Regions from separate parts of the Sus scrofa genome. Here region 2 is linked to region 1. A link is a contact called in public HiChIP or PLAC-seq data. All regions are on one chromosome and are shown on one strand. The core of a region is the stretch at or near the end of the contact, and the rest is flanking DNA. Distances in the headings are between cores, read along the strand shown. Region 1 holds the start of LOC102161784 (guanylate-binding protein 6-like). Region 2 has its middle 140 kb from the start of LRRC8B.

What was found. HiChIP or PLAC-seq counts read pairs in DNA pulled down with a chosen protein or histone mark.
Region 2: an H3K27ac HiChIP or PLAC-seq map of alveolar macrophages shows a contact between it and region 1. The contact joins the enhancer-like site here to the promoter of LOC102161784 in region 1. A contact is called at or near these places in 2 of 5 promoter capture datasets (liver and skeletal muscle), 17 of 47 Hi-C or Micro-C datasets (adipose tissue, blood, brain and 10 more) and 1 of 2 datasets of contacts at active chromatin or transcription factors (alveolar macrophages).

What each region holds. Positions count from the first base shown.
Region 1 is chr4:127,220,334-127,224,692 of Sscrofa11.1, reverse strand. LOC102161784 (guanylate-binding protein 6-like) reads right to left here and starts at 2,028. Exons shown (of 17, transcript XM_005663708.3): 1 at 892-2,028; 2 at 484-591. The coding sequence starts at 895. LOC106510239 (a long non-coding RNA gene) reads left to right here and starts at 5. Exons shown (of 2, transcript XR_002343639.1): 1 at 5-188.
Region 2 is chr4:127,270,146-127,274,504 of Sscrofa11.1, reverse strand. No RefSeq gene overlaps it. Among named protein-coding and RNA genes, the nearest start is that of LRRC8B, 140 kb to the right of the region's middle. Within about 2 kb of position 1,749, at least 6 of the 83 cell types and tissues checked have an H3K27ac peak or open chromatin away from gene starts, as enhancers often do. A contact at or near this core is called in adipose tissue, alveolar macrophages and retroperitoneal adipose tissue, where this site is marked.

The sequences.
Region 1 (4,359 bases), core at 779-3,278:
CATATAGGAGGGTTTTGGGTTTTTTAAAATATATATATAAATTCTAAGCTTCGCCAGTGCCCAGCAGGGGGCAGCCGGGACGTCTGAGGAAAGAAGGAGGGAGCGGCCCCATTCAGCTCCCCTGCGAGGGGCTGGGCATTGGGGGTTGGTCCCTCAGTTCTGGAAAGCACTTCGCCCCCTTGGCGCAGGTGAGGTAGGATGCTCTCCTCCCCGTGACCGGTCCGTGCTGCAGCCTCGCGTGGACGCTGCAGAAGGAGCAGCGCCGCATCCCAGACCCAAGCTTGGCAGGCGCCCCAAACGCAGCGGATGAGCCGCCCCAGCAAAGCGCCCCGCGGGCCGCACACCCTTGGGATGGTTCTGGCCGCCAGCAGCCTTCGGGCGTGTTGTGTGGGGTCGGGGCTGGCGGCGGCGGGGGGGGGGGGCGTTTATTGTTGTTATTTAACAGAAAGTTGCTTGGAAGGTAAAGTTTAGGAGCAGACTTACCTGTGGGCGCGGATGCTGCACCAGGAGCCACGTGCTCGGCGGCTCTGGGTCCCCCCGGGGCTCCGCCAGCGTCTGGCTCCTCCAGAAAAGGATTCTTCTCTTTAGAAGCTGAAAAGCAGGCCGGTTACTAGAACCTGTAGCCGTCCTGTTAGGAACGCTTGAGGAGAAACGAAACTGAAAGGAAGGTTTTTTTTTGTTTTTTGTTTTTTTTGGTTTTGGTTTTTAGGGCCTCACCTGCAGCACAAGGAGGTTCCCAGGCTAGGAGTCAACTCAGAGCTACACCTGCCGGCCTCCCCACAGCCACTGCAGCGCACAGCAGGACCCCAGCCTGTCCGGGACCTTCCCGACAGCAGCCCCGATCCCCACCCCCTGAGCGAGGCCAGGAACCCGGCAAGACCCGCATCCTACCCATTGTTTCTGCTGGGCCACAGGGGGAACGCCCTCGCTTGGGTTTTGTTGTTACAGTTTTTAATCTGGTTTCTAAGGAGGCTCAAGACCCAAGACTGTGGCTGAAACCCAGGCTGGCCCCTGGTCCACGGCTGGCTTCGGTGTCCTTGACTCTCAGCAGCAGGTGTAATGTGAGCAAGGCAGCCGCGGGCGGAGCTGGTTCCACAGCCCCGCTCTTTTCTAGGAGAGGCAGTGGAGCCTATTTTTGGTTTTAGCTGTTTGCTTTGAATCTCCTTTTGTTTCTCTCTTATTTTAAAGTACTCTTGTTAGTAACCTAAGTACTTTTTCACTAACAATATGTGAGTTATGAAACTCCTAATTTTACGGTCCAGAAATAATCACTATTATTTTGTAGCATACTCTGCCATTTATTTTGGGGGGACGGGGGGGGGGTTGTTCTTTGAAGGATTATGGAGGTCTGGAGGTTATATGTTTTGACTGCTTGTTTCAAATGAAATAATATAAAGGTACAAATTCAAATATTAATATTAATTCAAAATGGGTAAAGAAAACATATTCATCAATACTTTTTTTTTTTTTTAAAAAAGCTGGAAAATGGAAGTTCCCGTCGTGGCGCAGTGGTTAACGGCAGTGGTTAACGAACCCGGGGAGTATCCATGAGTCCCTGGCCTCACTTAGGATCCGGTGTTGCCCTGAGCTATGGTGTATGATGCAGATGCACCCGGATGCTGGGCTATATCGGAGGTCAGCAGCTCCAGCTCCAATTTGATCCCTAGCCTGGGAACTTTTATATGCTTCAGGTGTGGCCCTAAAAAGAAAAAAAATTTAAAAGAAAGTGGGTGACTGGAGGAAATAGATTTTTTAAATTTTTTATTATAGTTGATATACGGTGTTCTGTCAATTTCTGCTCTACAGCAAAGTGACCCAGTTATACATATATATATATATATATATGTTCTTTTTCTAATAATATATTCATCATGTCTGTTGCAAGTGACTGGATATAGTTGCTTGTCCTATGCAGCAGAATCTCACTGCTCATCCACTCCAAATGCAAACAGTTTGCATCTACTAAGCAAAAACTGGTCCACCCCACTCCCTCCCACTCCCCACTGGCCACCACAAGTTTGTTCTCTAAGCCCATGAGTTTATTTCTGTTCCGTATATAGGTTCATTTGTACCCATTTTATTTTTATTTGTTTATTTGTTTATTTATTTATTTACTTGCCTTTTTTAGGGCCCCACCCATGGCATATGGCAGTTCTCAGATGAGGGGTTGAATTGGAGTACAGCTGCTGGCCTACACCACAGCCAGAGCAGTGCAGGATCTGCGGATCTGAGCCTCATCTTGGACCCACACCACAGCTCATGACAACTCCAGATCCCCAACCCACAGAGCGAGGCCAGAGATCAAACCCCCATCCTCATGGATACTAGTCCGATTCATTTCTGCTGCACCACAATGGGAACCCCCAATTTGTGCCATAGTTTAGATTCCACATATAAGTGATATCATATGGTATTTATCTTTCTCTTTCTGACTGACTTCATAGTATGAGAATCTCTAGTTCCATCCATGCTGCTGCAAATGGCAATATTTTGTTCCTTTTTATGGCTGAGTAGTATTCCAGGGTGTATATGTATCACATCTTCTTAATCCATTCATCTGTCGATGGACATTTTCGCTGTTTCCACGTCTTGGTGCCTGTGAAGAGTGTGCACTGAACATAGGGCTGCATGTGTCTTCTTCAAGGAAAGGTTTGTCTGGGTATATGCCCAGGAGTGGGATTGCTGGGTCATATGGTAGTTCTATATTTAGTTTTCTATATTAAATTATAATTGTAGGTCTATATTTAGTTTTCACAAAGCTTGGTGGAGGCCGAAGCTGCGGTTATACAAGCAAGCCCTTCTAGAGAAGCAAAAGCATGATGCAGTTTCAGGTCCATGTTCTGCTGAAGGCCGGTGTTACTGTGTGTGCACATACATTGTCGTTCATCTTTGCTGCTGGAAATGCCCCTTCGTACATGTGTCCAAAACATTTTCAAGGATGGTCTATTCTAGGCTAGAGAATTTTGAAATGTGTGACCATGGCATCAAGTCAGTGAAACCGTGCTGGCAAAAAAATACTGATTTACATTTGTGCTGCTTATCACTGTTGTACCTTCAAAACCTTCAAGCCAGCATCTGCGTTGATGAAGGGAAATTAATGGAGGCAACAAGGTGTAAGCAAAAGACTCACACCAGGCTGTGCACGGGGCTCTGAATCCCTGGTCCAGGCTCCTCCCCAGAGCTCTGTGAAGGGGCCAGGGCCCCAGGTCATAGTGGGTTCTGGTTGTCAGATGGGCTTTTTCCGTGTAACCTGAGATGCTCCAGCCCAAACCTGAACAGTGGAGTCAGGTCACAGACCGGCAGAGCTCCCCAGGAAGTAAATACCCTTCCCAAACTGTAGGCAAAGTGATCAGACTTGAAGGGACATCAGGTCCTTGTAACTGCGGAGAGCTGCAGCCAATTTGGGCTACGATTTTATGTCCAGCATTTTTCACCAAAGTTTGACAGAATCAGGTTTCTTCATGCCTTTGGCCTCTTTTCTTCTTCTTTCTTGGCCTCTTCCGCTTCTCTCCTTTCCATCCATCTGCTCCTCCTGCTCCTTGCAATGTTATACCAGCCTGTTGAACCAGAGATTGCCATTTAGAATCAAGGTCATGCCACGCCTTCTGTTCCCAGTTGCCATGGGTACAGGTTATATGCATGTCTACACAGATATAAACCATGCGTGTCATCTGCCATTATAAAGACGTAGAGTCATTCAATATACAGGACTAATTTCACATGAGTATGGCTTCTGAAAGGCGATTCTGTTTTAGGAACCATCGTGTGTTTGTTTTCAGATGACTTAAAGTACACTCAGGAAACCTGTTTGGACTCATCTGTTTAAGTTGAGTTTAAGTTCCCTATGATCTGGCTATTTCATGTCAAATACACATGCAGCAGGGATGTGGGTACGTGTGCATCAAAAAACAGAGAGGGCCCGACCATCACTGCAGTGTGTGTAAAAGCTCTGGAGTGAATGCACGTTACCAGATGTCCATCACAGTCCTCTGTGATGTATTAGTTGAAGGGGCTGTGTTGCAGTAAGGAAAATAATGACACTAGAGTTAATAGGATCAACCTCATGATTCTAACAGTGAGTATAATAAACATACATCACCCTCTGTATAATAGAATACCTATCTGATTCTGTTTACAGGCAGGTCACAGGCAGGCACGCTTTGCGTCTGATGAGAAAACAGGGCACTGGGTATCTTGGAGCTGGCTGGAGGGTTCCTGAGATGAAAGTGGCATGAGGAAGTGCTACCTTTTTTTTTAAACCTAGGTAGCAATTCCAGGAACAGGTTTATTCTGTGAATTTCACGTACTGTAAACTTTTGAGCTAGCCCCTTTTCTGTTTCTATGGATCCTTTCATGTAG
Region 2 (4,359 bases), core at 500-2,999, 50 kb before region 1:
AGTCCACGTTTAAATAACCAGGCGTCAACATGATAACCACAATTCTATACGAGTCATTCTTAGTAAATGGCTCTCCAACAATTACTAAATGAATAGCTGAGTTGCAGTACCTGAAAATATTCAGTGTCTCAGCAGTGTGTTTTAAAATGGGGTGGATTTTTTTTTTCAAAATTGAAGTATCTTCTCTGATTTTCAATTGTAAAGTAATTGACTGTAACATAAACATATGCTCATTTTAAAAAATAGAGAGACTCATAGAAGAATAATGGTTCACATCTAATGCTACCTAGAGTAGTATAATAGGTTCATAATATTTTTGTGCCTATCCTTCTGGCTCTTTTTTTGTGTGTATTTAAACATTTTTTTTTGGGGGGGGGGCTGTATCCATGGCATGTGGAAGTTGCTAGGCCAGGGATCAAACCCACGCCACAGCAACGACCCAAGCCAATGCAGTGACAGCTCCCAGATCCTTAACCTGCTGTGCCACAAGGGAACTCCCTAATATTTTTGAAAGCGTTCACTGCCCTGTGCCCCTACACTGTTCACATAGTATGAGAACTGGACAAAAATAGGTCAGTAATAGGATGTGGTGTCTGTAAAGTCACAGTTATTTTTGTTGTTGTAGTTTTCTGTCTTTTTAGGGCCGCACCTGCGGCATATGGAAGTTTCCAGGCTAAAGGTTAAGTCAAAGCTGTAGCTGCCAGCCTACCCCACAGCCACAGCAACTCTAGATCCCAGCTGCATCTTCAGCCTGTACCACAGTGCTCACAGCAACACTGGATCCTTAACCCACTGGGTGAGGCCAGGGATCAAACCCACATCCTTATGGATACTAGTTGGGTTCGTTCCTGCTGAGCCACAATGGGAACTCCCTAAAGCCATGGTTCTAATGATACATTTAAAGTGCTTTTATTTTACACAGAAGCAAAACTCTACTGTGAGGACTTTGTATATATACTCCAGTTTTTAAGAGATATTTTACATGTGTGCATTAAGGTGTTAAAATAAGCAAAATATTAATAACAACATACACATTATAATGCATTATTATAAGTTTTGTGTCCTAAAAGCTTTCCCAGAAGAAGCATATATTTAACAAGTTCAGGGAAATATGTTCTGATTTTCTAGAGCTCATTAAAAGTTACCAATTTCAAATGATCACAATGAGGTTGATATGTGATGAGCCTTTTCTGGACATCTTCTCAGTTAAGCTTCACCAGTCATCATGAACTGGCTGTTCATGTGCCTGTCGCGAACGTGGTGGAAGAGTCCTGGAAAACTCAAAGCTGAGGCGGGGCAGTTGGTTGGTTTGCATGAGTGGTACCCGCAGCTTCCTCCCGTCCGGGTTCTGTTTTCCTCCACTCCATCTGGCAGAGCCAGGCGGGAGGTAGATTAGATGCCCTTGTTCCTCATTAAGGTTTCCGGACCGTTTATCCTTCTTCCACGGACCCCCAGGTCCTGCCCCCCCCCCCATATAAAAATACAAAACAACAACATCCACGGAGCACGCAGGTGTCTTTAAAGCACAGGTCACCAGACTGTACCACGCACCACTCCCTCTTGTTCCAGGGGGCCTGGATGTCCCGACCCTTCCATTCCCTGTGGATTTCAGCCCGTGATTCTGGCCCTCTCGACCACTGATGCTGCCGATCTTTGTGCCTGTATCAGCCAGCAGACAACCTTCGGATACCCTGACCTCTGCGTTCCTAACGTCTTCTCTGTCTTCTCCCCGCACCCTGGAGACTTTGCTGCTGGGAACTAAACCTCCTCCGTAACTCGATGTCCAGGGTCCAGCTCAGTCCTTCTCGAGGCCTCCTCCCTGTTACCGCCTCAAACGGCCCGCGCGCCTTCCTCTTCCGACTTTGTTTCAGAGCATTTAACCAAGATCACCATCCCTTTCTTCCTGAAACAGTGCTTCTGTCTGGCTGCTTCCCTGTTTTCTTTTTCCGCCTAGCAATTGCTTTCAGTTTCCAATTCTGTATCCTCTGTATGTTTTATGCTATAAACATCGTATCTTCTCAGTGTCTAGTTTTTTCTCCCTTAATTCAGCCTCATGGAAAAGCAAATATATATAAATGATGTCCAGATTTATATTTTCCAGCTGTCTTCACTCTTGAACTTGAAGCTTTTAAATTAAGCTGCCTGTTTAGCATGTCTCCTCTATATCCAATACATTTCTCCAATTCAACATATCTACACTAACACTCTTGATTTCCTGCTGTGATCCAGAACCTGTTCCTCCTGTAGTCTTTTTATATCAGTAAGTAATAACTCCTTTAGTCCTTCTTAAGTCCCATTTTTCTCTCTAGGCTTCAATTCATTCCAGCGACAAGTCTTGTCAGCCCTAAATGTGAAATACAGCCAGTGTCCAAGTCTGCGTCTGTATAACCACACCTGGACTGCAGCGGTCATCGTGTCATGTCTTGCTCTCCAAGATTCTATTCCAGGACTAGTGATATTCACTGTTTTGAAAAAACTGAGATAAAATTCGTTTGTCACACAAGTTCCATGTGTGCATCATATTTCTACTTCTGTGTACAGCATAGCATGCTCCACCAAAAATTTAGATTCCACCTGTCACCATCTAGTTGATCCCCTTACCCGTGTCACTCTCCTCTGCTGGCTGACCCTTCCCCTCTGGTGACCACTACTTTGTTCTCAGACCCTACAATTTGTGTGTATGTGTGTTCATTTACTTTTTTTTTTTTTGCTTGTTTTTGTATTCCATGTATGAGTGAAGTCACATGGTATCTGTCTTTCTCCATCTGATGTATTTCACTTTGCACAATACCCTCAAGTGACATCCACATTGTCACACATAATAAATCAATAAGGCAAAGTTGCAGGTACAAAATTAACATACAAAAATATACTCCATTTCTCTATACTAATAAGAAGCCAGCAGAAAGAAAAAGAAAATGATCCCATTTATAATAGTGACAAAAAGAATAAAATACCTTGAATAAATTTAACCAAGGAATTGAAAGACCTGTACACTACAAACTGTAAAACACTGATGAAAGAAATTGAAAAATATGCAAGTGAATGGGAAGATGTCTCTGTATCTCATAGGTTTTGGTGTGTTATATTTTAATTTTCATTTGTCTTCAGGCATTCACCTTTGATTTCTTCATTGGCACAACAGTTGTTCAGTAGCATGTTGTTTAGTCTCCACATATTTCTGAGTTTTTTCCAGTTTTTTTTCTTGTAGTTGATTTCTAGTTCCAAACCATTATGATTGGAAAAGATGCCCAATATGATTATAGTTTTTAAAAATTTATCGAGGCTTGTTTTGTTTACCAGCACATGGTCTATGCTTGAGAATGTTCCATGTGCACGTGAGAAGAATGTATATTCTGCTGCATTTGGGTGGAATGTTCTATACAAATCTATAAATCTCTCTGTTCTAATGTATCATTCAAGACATTGTTTTCTTGTTGACTTTTGTGCAGATGATCTATCCATTGATGTAAGTGGGACATTAACTTTCCCTACTGGTATTGCATTGCTTTAATTTCTCCTTTTAAGTCCATTAATAATTGTTTACCTACTTTGCTGCTTCTATGTTAGGGGTATATACATTGATCAATTTTATGTCTTCTTAATGAATTATCTTCTTTATCATTATTTAATGTTCATCTTTTTCTCTTGTTACCTTTGTTGGCTTGAAGTTTATTTTGTCCCAGATGAGAGTAGGCTACACCCATTTTCTTTTGGCTGATGAAAGAAATTGAAAAATATACAAGTGAATGGGAAATTGTTTCTGTATCTCACTGAATTTCTTTCAATTTCTTTCTCTTTGCTCAAACCCTTCACTCTGAGCCTGTGTTCGCCTTAGAGCTGGGGCAAGTCTCTTGGAAGCAGCAGACAGTTAGGTGTTATTGTTTTAGTCCATCTAGTCATTCTGTGTCTTTCAATGTGACTTCAGTCCATTTCCACTTAGGATGATTATTGATAAATGAAGACCTGGTACTGCCATTTTATCTCGTGTTTGCTGGTTGTTCTATGTAGCCACTGTTTCTTCGGCCTTGTATTTCTGTCTGCCATATTGGTTTGCTGGTTTTCTATGGTGTTTTTCTCAGTCTCCTCTTTTTTAAAGTTTCGTGTCTCTGCTCTAGATTTATGTTTTGTGGTTACCACTGGGTTTCTATAAAGTTGTCTCATAGATAAAATAGTCCTTTTTCTGCTAATAGCGTCTTATCTTCATTTGCTTATATGGGTTCTTTCCTTTACCTCTTCCCCTTTAGGGGTTTTTTGGTCTTAAATTATCTCTTTTTTTCTGTAATTCTATACTTTTTTCCTTTCTTCGAAATTTTTTTAGCCCAAGAATCTCTATGCGTAACAAAAGCTGCTGGTGAT